Linked DNA regions of Mus musculus: region 2 is linked to region 1. A link is a contact called in public Hi-C data. All regions are on one chromosome and are shown on one strand. Each heading gives the region's core, a stretch centred on a gene start, on an enhancer-like site or on the middle of the called end of the contact. The rest is flanking DNA. Distances are from core to core; before and after follow the strand shown. Region 1 overlaps Arl15 (ADP-ribosylation factor-like 15). Region 2 has its middle 55 kb from the start of Gm34790.

Region 1 (6,650 bases), core at 3,574-6,073:
AGAGGGCATCAGATCTCATTACGGATGGTTGTGAGCCACCATGTGTTTGCTGGGAATTGAACTCAGGACCTTTGGAAGAGCAGTCGGTGCTCTTACCCACTGAGCCATCTCGCCAGCCTCCATCCACCCATCTTTTGCAGGATGTTACTTTTCTCTCCCCTCGCCCCTCGCCCCTCGCCCCTCGCCCTTGTTTAGGAGTTACTCCTCAGGGTCAGAACTTTGCAATTTTTGATTTCTTAATATGTCTAGGACAGCTATTCCAGTGTCTCTCTCTAGGATATATTTTGGCACCGTCCTTTCATTCTTGTGGCTGACTGAGAAACAGTATTCTCTTCTAAGTATAAAACTCCATAGCAGTTCGTATTCAGGGGTCTGTGTAAAATGCTACCTCAATGATGGCCCAGAAATAACTGGCTAATCTGACAGTGAAGAGCATGTGTGCTAAGACGGCAACCTATGGCACCAGGTACCTAGATTCATTGCTCTGCCTTTAACGGGAAGGAGTTGATTAGGACTCAGGAGGTGATCTAAAACAGTTATAATCAGTGAGTTTTCCTTTGTGTGTCTATGTGCGTATGCAATACACTAAGCATGGAGCCTGAGGCCTTCCTTGCACATGGTATATAAATACCCTCCCAAACCCATTACCCCAGTGGAGTGTTCTGAAGAGCGGTAGAATAACTCCTCTGTAAATGAAAACACTTGCTGTAGAAAGTGATTCAGGAGTGACTAAGCGAGAGCCCTGGAGACATGCAGCCTGCTGCACTGGGCGAGTTATTTAACCTCTCTGTTTCCAAGAGTTTCTTTGATTGTAACACAGTGGTCGTGATCTAACTACCTTGTTGGGTTTTCTATGTGAGAGGGAAATGGATCAGCATATGTGACATGCTTAGAGGATGCTGACCGGTACCTAGGTTCGTTCTTGGGACCACCTCAATGCCAGAGACCCACAAGGAAGTCAGGTTTTACAGTTTTATATAAAAGTGCACACATGAAGGTCTAGGGAGACCTCAGGAAAGTACTGGCAGAAAGGATGAGTGAGAAATCTTATTCACGTCTGTATTATGTTCTTTGTAGGCTCACTCTGTTGTCATACTTAGGTCAAGAAGCCTCTGTATTTCTTATTGTCTAGGGTTTGCTGTCTCAGCTTGTTTTGGGTCCTTGGTTTGAATGAAGTTCAAGCTGTATGTACTCAGGCCTGGTTCTTTGTCGCTCTCAGAGCAAGGGGGCATGATAAAGATGTTACCAAATTTCTAAACTTTAGTTCCAAGTGTGAGACAGTATCTGTGTCTTGACTGACATCCCCCTGCCTCCCTAGATAGTCTTAAGGCATACAAGCATCGCAGGTGAATTCTTTACACGGCTTAAGCCTGTTTCCATAGCTCCAGCATTGTTTGGAGACAAACAGTTCGATTTCTAAGGGAATTGTCAAAACTCCTTTGAAGACCTTCTGCATAATCATGGATCTCCTATATGTGTGTTCGTTTTCCAAATTCCCTAAGTAAAGCCCACATTTACGAGAACTATCTAGCCAGAGATTACAACCAGTCACACTGGGATGGGATTGGAGGAAAATGTGGGATACCAACTTGCTTGGGATTCTCAGTCCCATTGATAAAAGAATTGAAGAATGGACTGAAGCTTGATGAACTTTTATTATAGTTTAAAAGGAATCACAAGCTGTAAATCTCCCCCCATGGCTGGGGGAGAATGGAAAAGAGAAGGGGGGGGCACAACGACAATGCCATGTCATTTGGGTTAAGCTGGCATGGAGGTCAGCAGCATGGCCAAACAGGAGCTGCGTGGTGGGGAGGGGAAGGGAAGGAGGGAAGCATACATAGAAAAGAGAGAACAGGAGATTTCCACTTCCAAAGCTTCATGGCTGCAGCTCTGCGAAAGACTGTTCTAGCGGAGGCTGGAGATCTGGGAAACAAACATACATTCTCTCTTCTGTCTCTCTAGCACAGCTTAGGGAGACTGCACCTCATAGGTGATTCTGCCCTCGCGAGGGATGGTCCCTTCATTGACATGCCTAGGAGGAATGGAAGTCTCCACCCAGGCCAGAGATTTCATTCTCTAGAAGGAAATAGTTTTCCTTTAATGAGCCTTAAAACATCTCTGTAACCATTGGTTGCAATACATAGCTGTCATGTTCCTTCTTACAGTTCTTGCTAGGGTATGAAGCAAAGAGACCTCCTTCGTAGGTCGTGTGATCATTCCATTATTGTGTTCTCGATGTCCCTTTAGATAAGACTTCATAGTGGACACCACATTTCCTTCTGTTGTACAGAAATCACCCCATAGTTCGGGTACCAAATATATTAAATGGAAAGTTCCAGAAGCCAACAGTTCTCAAAATTCTCAGGTTCTCAATTGCACACCACCCACCCACCTGTGTCAAGCTGACAGATGTGAAAAGACCTCATGTCTATTGTATCTTTGCCTTAGATCTTGCCCATCCATTAGTCATTCAATGGGCATCTCAATCATTGGTTCTAGAGCTTGAGTGTGGCAGTGTTGTTACCTCTATTTTAACAGCGGACAAGGGTGGTTATGCTTTTATTTGCATAATCCAGAGGGAAGCTTCTATAAAGTACTTCCTCTGGATAAAAAGCTTGAAAGGCCTCAGTTCAATATTGAACCAAAAAGAAGGAGATGTTAAGTTTGCTACACTCCATGGTAAGAACAAATCTTAATGTCCATGAAATTGTGAAGGGAAGAAAAGAAAAAATATTTGAAGGAAAAAGAAATTGATGCTAGTCTCATAGTACCCAAACTGCAGCCCAGTGCCTGGGGAGTGATTAGTTACAATGGAACATGCTTTGGGTTGCGGAGTTCAGTGTTTCTGCAGCTTCAGGGCATCTATCGATGGATGAGCTTGGGATGTGTCTTCTCTGGGTAAGGAAGAATATCATGTTTGTAGTTTCCAGAATGAACTACTTCATGAATCACATCATGAGGATCCCTGAGAGCCCATTTTACCTTTTCAAAATATGTCTTAAAACCCATGTCCTTGGCCAGAATCTCTGAGCTGCAAACTCCAGTCTTTCCATGCCCAGCCTCCAAACTGTTGTCTAAGAAGGAAGCATTTCCCAGTGACTACCCAGCGCCAGCCCCTTTTGCTCAGTTTACGTTGCTTAGTAGAAATGTCTTTTCTACCAAGACCTGGCTTAGGAGCTCTCTTTGGGCTTTCTTACAAATTAGTATCACACTGGTCAAGAGAAACTGACCAAGGTACCCCCCAAAAAACTAGTATTGAATGTAATTAGAAATTTAGAAACATAGACCTGGGCAGAAGTCAAGACCCACATTACAGAGCTTGTCAACATTGGAGACATTTGCAGCTATATGCATCTGTTAGCGATCAGTGTCCTGACTTAATCGGCGAGTTTAAAATTCTGATTACGCCTATGTGCTTCTGATTCCTTCTTGCAAAACAGATGAGTAGTTTTTGTCCAAAATTTGTTCCAAATCCTATTTTTTTGGCAGCATGCTAAGCTTAGTCAGTGTGAATAGAGTATGCTCTCCGTGTCTTGATTACTCTGCCTAAAATATCTCAACATCGTCCATTCGGGCTTTCTTAGGTTAGTACCGCTAATGTTAAACATCAACAACTTCTTTGAAGCTAGTGGAAAAAGTTGCAGCTGAGGCTCTCACAACCTTTCTGACATCTCCCCACACCCCATTTGCATTGTTCAGCTTCCCAGTCCTGAACGCTGAACAGTTAACCTTTGTAGCTCAAAGCCTTTCCTTCCCTCAGCCGCTGCCGTTAGTTTCATGTTCCTCCACAAAGAGAGAGGACAGCTGAATGGAAAGAGGTTATCATTACTATTACATTGACCTTCACTGTCTCCTGAGTGCCCTGGGTCTCCCATCTCTCCTAGTAGCCCAGGACACATTTCTGAGTTCTTTACCTTATAGTCACCAAATGGGGAAAATTGTTGAACCTGTAGTCCTATGAGAGAGACATTCATTCAATTCATTTCTTCATAAAAAAATGACTTTTTTATTTTATTGTTTGGGTGTATATCTGTGTCTTCAGTAAGTGTGTTAGAGTTTGTGTGTGTGTCTATGCACATGCACCTGTGCATATGGTGGAAGTCAAAGGACACCTTTCAAGAGCCAGTCCTCTCCTTCCACCATGATCTCTATCAATAGAACTCCTGTGATGGGGCTTGTGCAGCACTCTACCCACCATGCCTTTGTGCAGTGTCCATACGCACAACCGCAAATGTGGTAGACGGGATTAATAGCTGTTTGGCTCTTTGTGGCATTATCTTGGGTACAGATGCCAATAGTGAACTTGCATGGTAGGATATAAATTGTACCCTCAGACGGAGCCTCTGACGGACCAGTGTGAGGATGTAGCAATGATAGAAGGTGAAGCAGCCCTCAGAATCTGTGGTGGAAACTGGAGCTCAGTTACTGCACTCTGGACCACCGGAGGCTGCTAGCTGCTTTTGCTCACACTAAGAGATAAGCAGTTGGGGGGTGTTGCCTCAGTCATTTGTTGACTCAGATTAATCATTGCCGTGAAGCAGCATTCAGCCCTTAGGAAAAGTTAGTTGCCTTGTTTGGAATCTAAGATGCTGGAACGGTAAACTTTGAAAACATGCTTTGATGCTCAGATTTAACAAAAAGTTCAAAGAAAATAAAAGCCCTTCAAATACAAAGCTAATACCTCAGCCGATTCTCATTGCTTTAAAATGCTAAGTGTTTCTTCTCGAAAGCAAATAAGGCAGAGGTCATTATTTTTGTTGCTTGCCAAAGCAAGAGGAGTGTGATGGTTTTCACAGTGTTCTGGGAAAGCGTAGCAGCTTTCATCACAGAAACCTAACTGGAGTGGCGGGCTGGTTTCACTGATGTAGATAGAGAGCCTTCTGCCTACCCTGCCTTCCATGTGCTCCTGAGACAGACAGGAAAAATCCCATCAAAGGTGGATTTAACACAGGGAGAAGTGTGTTTAGTACCTGCACTGGCTGGTTTTGTGTGTCAACTTGACACAGGCTGGAGTTATCACAGAGAAAGGAGCTTCAGTTGAGGAAATGCCTCCATGAGATCCAGCTGTAAGGCATTTTCTCAATTAGTGATCAAGTGGAGAGAGTCCCTTGTGGGTGGTGCCATCCCTGGGCTGGTAGTCTTGGGTTCAATAAGAAAACAAGTTGAGTAAGCCAGTAAGAAACATCCCTCCATGGCCTCTGCATCAGCTCCTGCTTCCTGACCTGCTTGAGTTCCAGTCCTGACTTCCTTTGGTGATGAACAGCAATGTGGAAGTGTAAGCTGAATAAACCCTTTCCTCCTCAACTTGCCTCTTGGCCATGATGTTTGTGCAGGAATAGAAACCCTGACTAAGACAGTGGCCAAGCACATAAGCCCATTTGTGAAGGAGGATTACTAGTAGTGCTTGTTACATAATTAACAGGTCCTACCACAAAATAGAAATATTCACATCCCTGAAGCTGCTTTAAAATGCCATTAGAAATGTTTTCTGTCCATGATCCCCTGTTTAGGCTCCTGTTTTCCATCAGACTGAACTTGCAGAACACAGGGTCAAAGATGAAATTACTAACAATGTCAAGACTGGGGTTGCCCAGAGCTCATAGAGAACATGTGCAAGACCGTGGGTTTCAGCCTTCTTATCACTACCAACTACAGAAAGTCCAGGCTAGTGACCACGGGGTACTTACTTAGCACACAACCCATCTTGGCCTGGGTGCCTTTCAAAAGTTGGATCCTGTGTGGAGGTGCATGGGATCTACACACTCCCAAAGCCAACCTTGGACACAGTTGTGATCACTACGCCATGTAACATGTCAGCCTGGAAGCATTTTCAGGTTAGAAAGGAGCTGAGCACGTTTATATACATCAAACTTATTAAGTAGATGTTTTGCAGAGTTTGGTTTGGGTTGGAGTTGGGGGTAGTTTCTTATGTGGGAAGAGAAGAACAAGGTATAAAGACTTGGATTAGGTAATGACTTGAAGAAATACAGTGACTGATGCAAAGGTAGCCCAGGGCTACTTCCATTATAGAACTTGCCATCCTGGGTCTTAGATGCCGCTACAGAAAGACGGACAGCCACCCTTAGGAGGCTTCTGGTTTGTCTTCTAATGGATTTGTATACTTTGTAAATTTGCTTTGGAGACGCACTATAGAGAAAGGGCTCAGCAATCAGATCGTGGTCCAGCTTGTGACCCTCAACCCCCTGAGGAAGCCGTAAGCTGCAGAGTTATGCATAGTTGGCCGAGCTTCTTGCCTTGCATGCAGCATAGACTTAGGGATGGGGGAAGCTGGCCAGTAGTCCCCGCTTTCTTGTTAGCTGGACAAATGTGTTACAGCTTCCTACCGTTCTATCAAATACCCAAGATAAGTGTCACCAACTTATAAAGGTTTATGCTAGCTCACAGTTTTAGAGATGTCAGTCTGTAGTATGTCACCAAAGCAGCCTATCATGGTAGGAAGGATAGTTTGAGTGGCGGGGTTGGGGGGGGGGGAGGCAAAGGAGATAGAGAAAGGGGCTGAAATCCCACATCCCCTGCCAGGGCACACCTCCAGCGGACTGACATCTTCCACAAGCACTGCCTCCTAAAGTTCCCATACCTCCAAGTGACACTTGGCTTCCATGATGCCTTTTATATATGGAATTGTGGGG
Region 2 (7,171 bases), core at 190-2,689, 700 kb after region 1:
TACAGAAAGACATCAGTGTCCTGCACTGAAAAAGCACTCTTAAAATGTTAACAAAAATGGTGACAAGGACAGCATCCCTTTTGACAAAAAAAGTTCACTTGGCCAGACTAGACCAGCAGTAATAAAGCACTCTGCTAAAAAGTCATAAAAATTGTACACATGTAAGATACACGGTGAACTCTGCTAACAAATTAAACACATGGGAACACAATTTCTCTGCTGGATCCTCATTAATAAATTTGTCTCTAAGAAAGTTGCTAGAGCATTTCAGGAGGGGGGTGGGGGGTGGGGTGGAACTCAAGATGCTGATCAGGACAAAACTCTTCCAAGCTTCACTTGGAATTCACAGGCACTGTGAGTAAGTGGGGAAGGGTGTGGACAGTCCGATCTTGCCCAAATCACAGAAAGATCTCTCCTGTCCCCTGTTTGTCTCACACTTGACCAGATTCTCCAAGTGACTCCCTTTGAGTCATTCTCTTCTTAATTTTTACAAACTCCACAGGGTATCAGTTATCAATTCCACTCTCACATTAAAAGCTTTCAAACAACTTGGGAGTTGAAAAACCTCCAAAAAGGCCCAGCCATCTTCCAGGGAATAATTTGCAGCTAGAAAGTCATGATTTTAATCTGCGTAGGACTCACTTTATAGACCATAAGGTGAGTTGATTAATAAACATCTTCACAAACTATTTATATTTTGTATATTTATCTACAGGGATAGGGTCAAGTTCAATTTGCCTAATTTCATTCTGTTATCTATCACTTTGTTATCTGTCATTAATAACCACAGCTACACATTATTTGTAGAGACCTCTGTCATCTTTCTAGTTTTCTAAACCCTTTTAAGGGAGATATTTTATTTTATTTTGTCAAAATTTATTTCTGCTTTTCTCGTCTCCAGTGGAGTGAGAAAACAAAGTGTTCTGTGGAAGAGAGGTATTTACTGTGCAGAGTCTGTCCTGTGACCTCAGCTGGACCCTTTAATTTGAATAGTATACAATAAAAGATTTGATTGTTTGGGCTGATAAAAACAACAGTGCTTAAAATAATGATTTTTTTTTGATAAATCAGTGCTTTATGAATGGGGAAAACAAATCCCAGAAGTACTTAAGAAAGGTGGCAGTTGTTCAAAAACATGTGGTACTTCACCCATACTTTAAGAACACAAAGAAAGCAAACATTTTAAGCATCTAAGATTCCTCCAAAACTCGCATCTTCCACATCACTCTTAAAAATCCCCTTTCTTTTTTTTCTGACTTTGAAACCTTTCCTGTATCTTTAAGACCATGCAATATTTCTTGTTTGTCTGTTCTTTCCCATGGTCATTGCCCAATGACACCAGGGCCAGCCAACTTCCATCCGCAAGGGTCTGAGTTTGCCCACAGCTATGTCTCCAACTGTCCTTGATTTCTGTTCTCTTCTGTTCTGTGTCCTCAGCTGCAGCTTGTCCCTGGAACTATTCCCAGTTTTAGGAAATAGTTGGGATAAGTTGACCCACAATACAGGAGGACTAGGAGAAAGATTTCTCCAGCCTTTTCTGACTCTTTGGACACGTGTGGAGTGGCGGGAGGAGTCAAGACCCAACCATGCCTTTCTGCTTGCTCCTTGAATCTTCTTCACTATAATCCCAAGCAGCAGATAATCCCTTTTACAGAGAAGGGAAATGAAATGCCAGTAAGTTAAATCACATACCCACAAGAATACAACCAGTGAGACTCAAAGCCAAGATTGGAATCCAGGCATGCCTGGCCCCTAGAACCCTGCTCTTTGATCTTGGCAGGGCATTGCATTGTAGACATCAAATGCTTACACATTAGAAGACAAATTAAGTGAAAGCCAAATAACTAATCAGTTGTATTTTACCTAACATAAGTAAACAAATTGCCTTGTAAATCCATTGTAGCTACTATCTTTTAAATAGCTGTATGCCAGGTATTGGTCTATGTACTTGATCTCAAAAATATGATGTATAAAAAGCTAGACATATTATTATTATTATTATTATTATTATCATCATCATCATCATCATCATCATCATCAAAAACTAGAGACAGGAGTACAGAATTATTAAGTATTTTACTCAGGTTCAGAGATCTGAGAGAAGGCATGGAAGTGAAGTTCCTCACACCCATTGCACTTTGGTTTTAGCTGGCTCTACTGTTGGTACATTCTAAAGTTTGCATTGTGGAAAGAATTGTTTGTGCACTATTCACTAAGCTTTCCTATCAGCTTTGAGAGGAAGACTGTTCCCTATTTTTTTATAGCTGAAGAATTTTTTTAAAATGCCCCCAAATAACTATTCAGGATGACTGGATAGGGTATTAATAACACCCCCGAAACAAACAAACAAAACCAAAAAAACCCTAAAACCCAAAAACAAAACCCTTCTCTTCCTTCTGGCAAGAACATTCATCTCTGGTTCCTCCTGAGCCTCCACATCCCTTCTGCAGTATTTAATCATTGGAGGAAAGGTATTTATTGCACTGAGTTCTGACTCTTGGTCACAGTTAAGTATTTGTGGTATTCACATTTATTTCTAGCTTCTCTTTGAAGGATTAAGAAAACCATTTTAATGCTTTGCATTTTAATTGCACACAAGTTGACTGTCATAGACAGACCATTAAAATGTCTGTCAGCAGCCACCTACTCCATCTTCCTGGAGTACGAAAATGTTTCTAATGTGACTGGTTTCCAGTAACCTAAGGCTATCTGGTCAACCTGAATAGTGCGCCTCTGCTGGCTCCCCTGGAAGTGCTACAGGCTCCGTCTGTGGTAGAATTGGAGGCACTCGCATGACTTTGAACCTGCTGTACTCTGTTGTCTGTTTAGTCCTCACTCCATACCCTGGCTCAAATGCTCTTTGTCCACAGGTTGTCTGATCTCTTCTCTTAGAAATGCCATATCCTGTTTGGGAATGAGCAGTCTCGAGATTTTTTGTTCTTTTCTCTTTCCCCACCCCCTCTCCATTTCAGGCCAGATTTTTGGACAATTTCCCTGTTTCATATTATAATTCCCAATTGTAACGGCATTCATATTTCCAAGTTGAACCTCGCTTTGTGTTTTTATGCCATATTTCTAGCCTCTCTTTTCCATGGTGCAGTACATTTTTCTATTGTTGTAGTTTTTAAACAGCTGCCAACTTGATACATTTATCATACTAGCAGGGGATACTGATACTATCCATCCCTCACCCTTTACCAGAACAGAGATGAAGATATTAAATTAACCTGGTTCCACTCCAATACCATTGAGACCTTACTGGACACCTTCCCTGCTCCAGGGATAGCCATTTATCACTGCTTTTGGTTGTCATATCTTGGCTTGGTTTGGGCCTGTGTGACAGGGCTCCATAAGAATTAATCTACTTCAAGGGAGATTGTTTTTTTGTGTTGCAATGTATTAGCTGTGATATTAAAGGTTGGCCTTTTTTAGGTCTACTGAATTCTTTCCTTCACACTAATTTTGGTAATTCATTCAAAAGAGGGATTAAGTGTGCCTGGCATTATGCACACACTGTATTTTGTTTAGAGTTCCATTATCCCAGATGTTCAGAATAAGCAGCTGTGGGCATTTTCATGAGGAAAATAAAATATTCCCAGGCACCCCATTAGGTTAATAAATTTTAGAACTGGCGGATGACTATAAAACACATATTTTTGCATGTGCACATACACATAGTGATATGTCACTTAAGTACAAGAATATATTCTAAGAAATGTGTCATTAGGAAATTTAACCTTGGTGTGAACATTGTAGAATATAGCTATAGTAGCAAAGATGACTCCAATGTCTCTAGCCAATATCTTATTGGATCAGCATGCGTGTCATCTGTTATTGAGAAAACTGCCATATGCAATGTGTGCTTATGTTTATGCTGTGTCAGGAACATAGTGATGCATCAAGCTGAACTAACTATAGGCCAGGAGACCCTAAATACCATGCCCAGGGATGGGCTTCTAACCTAAGGTAAGACTACCAATCAATATAGCTGTCAACCCAATTTAACACAACCAATCCCATAGAGCCTTGTATATGAAGTACCTAGATGAGTAAAATTATTTCTAAAATGTATCATCTAGCATCTGGTTTAAATATTCTTCTTTTAATAATTTTCTTTCTTTCTTTCTCTCTTTTTTTCTTTCTCTCTTTCTCTCTTTCTTTCTTTCTTTCTTCCTTTCTTTCTTTCCTTTTTTTAAAATGTGTGAATAATGTTTTGAGATTGACTCAATAAATTCATGTGCTGTATCTGATTCTGTGTCTCCCTTGAAGCCACAGAATGGGGAACTCAGGCTTCCTTTGACCAGAGGATATTTTATTCCAGAATCAAACCACACATTGTTTGAGGATGAGGAGCTGTGATACTAAGCCTGGACTGAGAAGTTCACCCACCCTTCAGGTTGAACCTTAGGATCTAAGGGTCCTTAGAGTAGAACGAAGCTTGCTTGCCTTTTCAAATTATCTGCCTTATAGATTCAAATAATTTTAGATATAAGAAGAGACATGAAGGTCTATGCACTATGCCCCTTGATTTAGAAGACCCCACCCATTTAACTTGAAGGGCAGAGCTATCCTTCATAAGGGAGGGAGGAAGGGACAGGAAGGCACAGCAGGAAAGTGGTTCTTATCTTCCAGTGTTGGCCACAGTGGGAGCTGAGAACCTTCCCTACAGACTGAAGCAAGCACAAGGTACAGATGCATGTTTGGAGACCCTCCACCCCTCAAGGGAGTAGGGAAACATGGCAAGGCCAAGCCAAGTCTCTCTCCCCTACTTCTCCCTCCAAACTACAGAAAGGGAATTTGTCTCTCATCTTGGTCTTTTGTCCTAGGGTTTTCACCAGGTCATAATCTATAATTCAGCAGTAAGACAAATGTTCATGGCCTCCACTCTTGGTGTTTTTCTTTGAGTTTAGAGTGCAGTGAAAGCAAAGAGGAGGGCAGCATGGAGAACTAAGGGATCATGCCTGCCTCCAAAGCACCAAAGAGTTGCACCAAAGAAAAGGGTGCACGGTATCAACCAAAAGGCATGCCATTTGAAAATTGTTTCCCAGGACAAATTACATCCATTTCTATTACCAATAAATTTCTCTGTCCTTTAATTAAGACATCTGCAATTCACAAAGTAATGAGACATCGAATATTGTGAAAATTATGTAAACTCCCTGCAATCCTAGGTTCTAAAAAGTAATCAAGTGCTTGTGCGTTTTAATAAAATAATAATTTTATGTAATTTTATGTAATTTAATAATCCTGATTTTCAGAAATGTTACAACTGTGTAAACTGAGGCTAAAAAGGAGCTTGAATGTTATTTAGTAGGAAAGCCCGGTTGTTTAAAGGAAACAAATACAGAATATCATCTATAAGATGACTATGAAGTTCTTCTTCTTCTTTTGTTTTGTTTTGTTTGTTTGTTTGGCTTGGTTTGGTTTTTCGAGACAGGGTTTCTCTTTGTAGCCCTGGCTGTCCTGGAACTCACTTTGTAGACCAGGCTGGCCTCCGACTCAGAAATCCGCCTGTCTCTGCCTCCCAAGTGCTGGGATTAAAGGTGTGTGCCACCACTGCCCGGCCTATGTAGTTCTTATTGTACCTATATTTTAATTTTAAAAAACATTTTGTGTAATATTGTATGCATGGACACACACTTTGGCAGTATGTGGAAGTCAGAGAACAACTTGTGTGAAGGCAACGTGGGTCTGTCCTACCGTGAGGTTCTTAGAGAACCGTAGGTTGCTCATCTTGGCGGCAAACTCCTTTACCCTTTGCCATCTGAATGGCGATGATTCCCTTTTTAATTGTGGCAAAATATACATAGTATAAAACAAACCATCTTAACCAGTTTGAAATTCAGTGGTATTAAACAGTTGTTAAGTTGGAGAAGCCATCATACACAGTTATTCTGAAACTATTTTCATCTTGTAACAGTGAGAAGTTATACCCACTGAAAACTACTGTTGTAGATTTTGTTTAATGCTTATATTGTGTTGTGTTCCCCAAATTGCACTAGAATCCCACTTATAATACACTGAGGGTCCCTGCCCCCAGTTGGTTTTGATTGGTAAAAAAAGTTCTCAGAAGCCAGTGGCTGGGCAGGGAGACAGAGGCAGGACTTTAGGATTCACAGACAAGGGGACTAAAAGAGGAAGGAGGATTTAGAACCACCATGCCCAGAAGGCAGAAAGATGAGGCCTAAGAAGTACAGGGGATTGGGGTTGTAAGAGCCAGGAAAGTGTGGCCCCAGTCCCTGTCCTCCAACCCCCGCTGGGTTCAGGGTGGCCAGGATGGAATATAGGTTTTAGTAAGTAATAATTCAGGAATATTGGAGGGGAGAGTGTATTAGCCACATGGATGTTTGGAGTGGCTCAGCCATTGTGCTGATTAAGACATTAAATATAAGGCTGCACATGTGTATGTTTCATTCAGAAATCCAGAACATTGGGGCAGGTAGTGAGAAACTCACAGTTGTCTACTACTGCAAACTACAACCCCCCTTGTCCCACTATTTTATCTGCTACCTTTATGATTCTCACTGTATATTTCATATATGCACTATCACATAGTGTTTCTCAGTGTTCACCCGTGCTGTGGCAGATTCCAGAAATTCCTCCTTTTATTACAATTGAATAATATATTCTTTATGAATTCCATATTTGTTTTTTCCATTTACTTGTGGATGAACATTTGGGTCGGCACCATGTGGGCCAGTAATGCTATCATCATAGCTGTAATGATTAGTGTTGTTAGCTTGGCAAGAATTTAGAATCACTTGGGAGACAAACCATCAGGAAGAATTGTGAGGGGACATTTAACCTCTGGGCAAGTCTGTGAGGGAGTGTGTCGATTGGAATAATTATTACATAATATTTATTAAATAATTGGAGACCCACCCTGAAGGTTTTTTTGGGTTTGGGTCCCGGATGTGTAATAAAGAGGAAGCTACCGGAACACAGGCATTCGTTGCACACCCTGTTTTCTGATTGTGATATAATACGGTCAGATGCTTCAAGCTCCTGCTGCTTTGCATTCCCAACCATGATGGACTCTACCCTTCTATCCTTGACCTGTGGGCTAGAGTGAAGCCTCTCTCTTAAGCTGCTCTTGTTAGGAAAAGAGACTGAGACAGTGGACAAGCTCCCTTTTCAGACTCTGCTTTTTATTCTTTTGAGTTAAGGGAAA

What was found. Hi-C and Micro-C count contacts between places; a contact is called where the count stands out from the background.
Region 2: a contact with region 1 is called in a Hi-C map of liver, with 1.8 times the contacts expected there. The contact joins two enhancer-like sites. A contact is called at or near these places in 1 of 15 datasets of contacts at CTCF or cohesin (the NIH/3T3 cell line), 22 of 484 Hi-C or Micro-C datasets (the AML12 cell line, the C2C12 cell line, ECoMG-derived neutrophils and 16 more) and 2 of 115 datasets of contacts at active chromatin or transcription factors (extraembryonic endoderm stem cells and trophoblast stem cells).

What each region holds. Positions count from the first base shown.
Region 1 is chr13:114,060,713-114,067,362 of GRCm38.p6, forward strand. All of the region lies in intron 4 of Arl15 (ADP-ribosylation factor-like 15), which reads left to right. Among named protein-coding and RNA genes, the nearest start is that of A430090L17Rik, 88 kb to the right of the region's middle. Within about 2 kb of position 4,824, at least 10 of the 459 cell types and tissues checked have an H3K27ac peak or open chromatin away from gene starts, as enhancers often do. A contact at or near this core is called in liver, where this site is marked.
Region 2 is chr13:114,759,687-114,766,857 of GRCm38.p6, forward strand. No RefSeq gene overlaps it. Among named protein-coding and RNA genes, the nearest start is that of Gm34790, 55 kb to the right of the region's middle. Within about 2 kb of position 1,440, at least 18 of the 459 cell types and tissues checked have an H3K27ac peak or open chromatin away from gene starts, as enhancers often do. A contact at or near this core is called in liver, where this site is marked.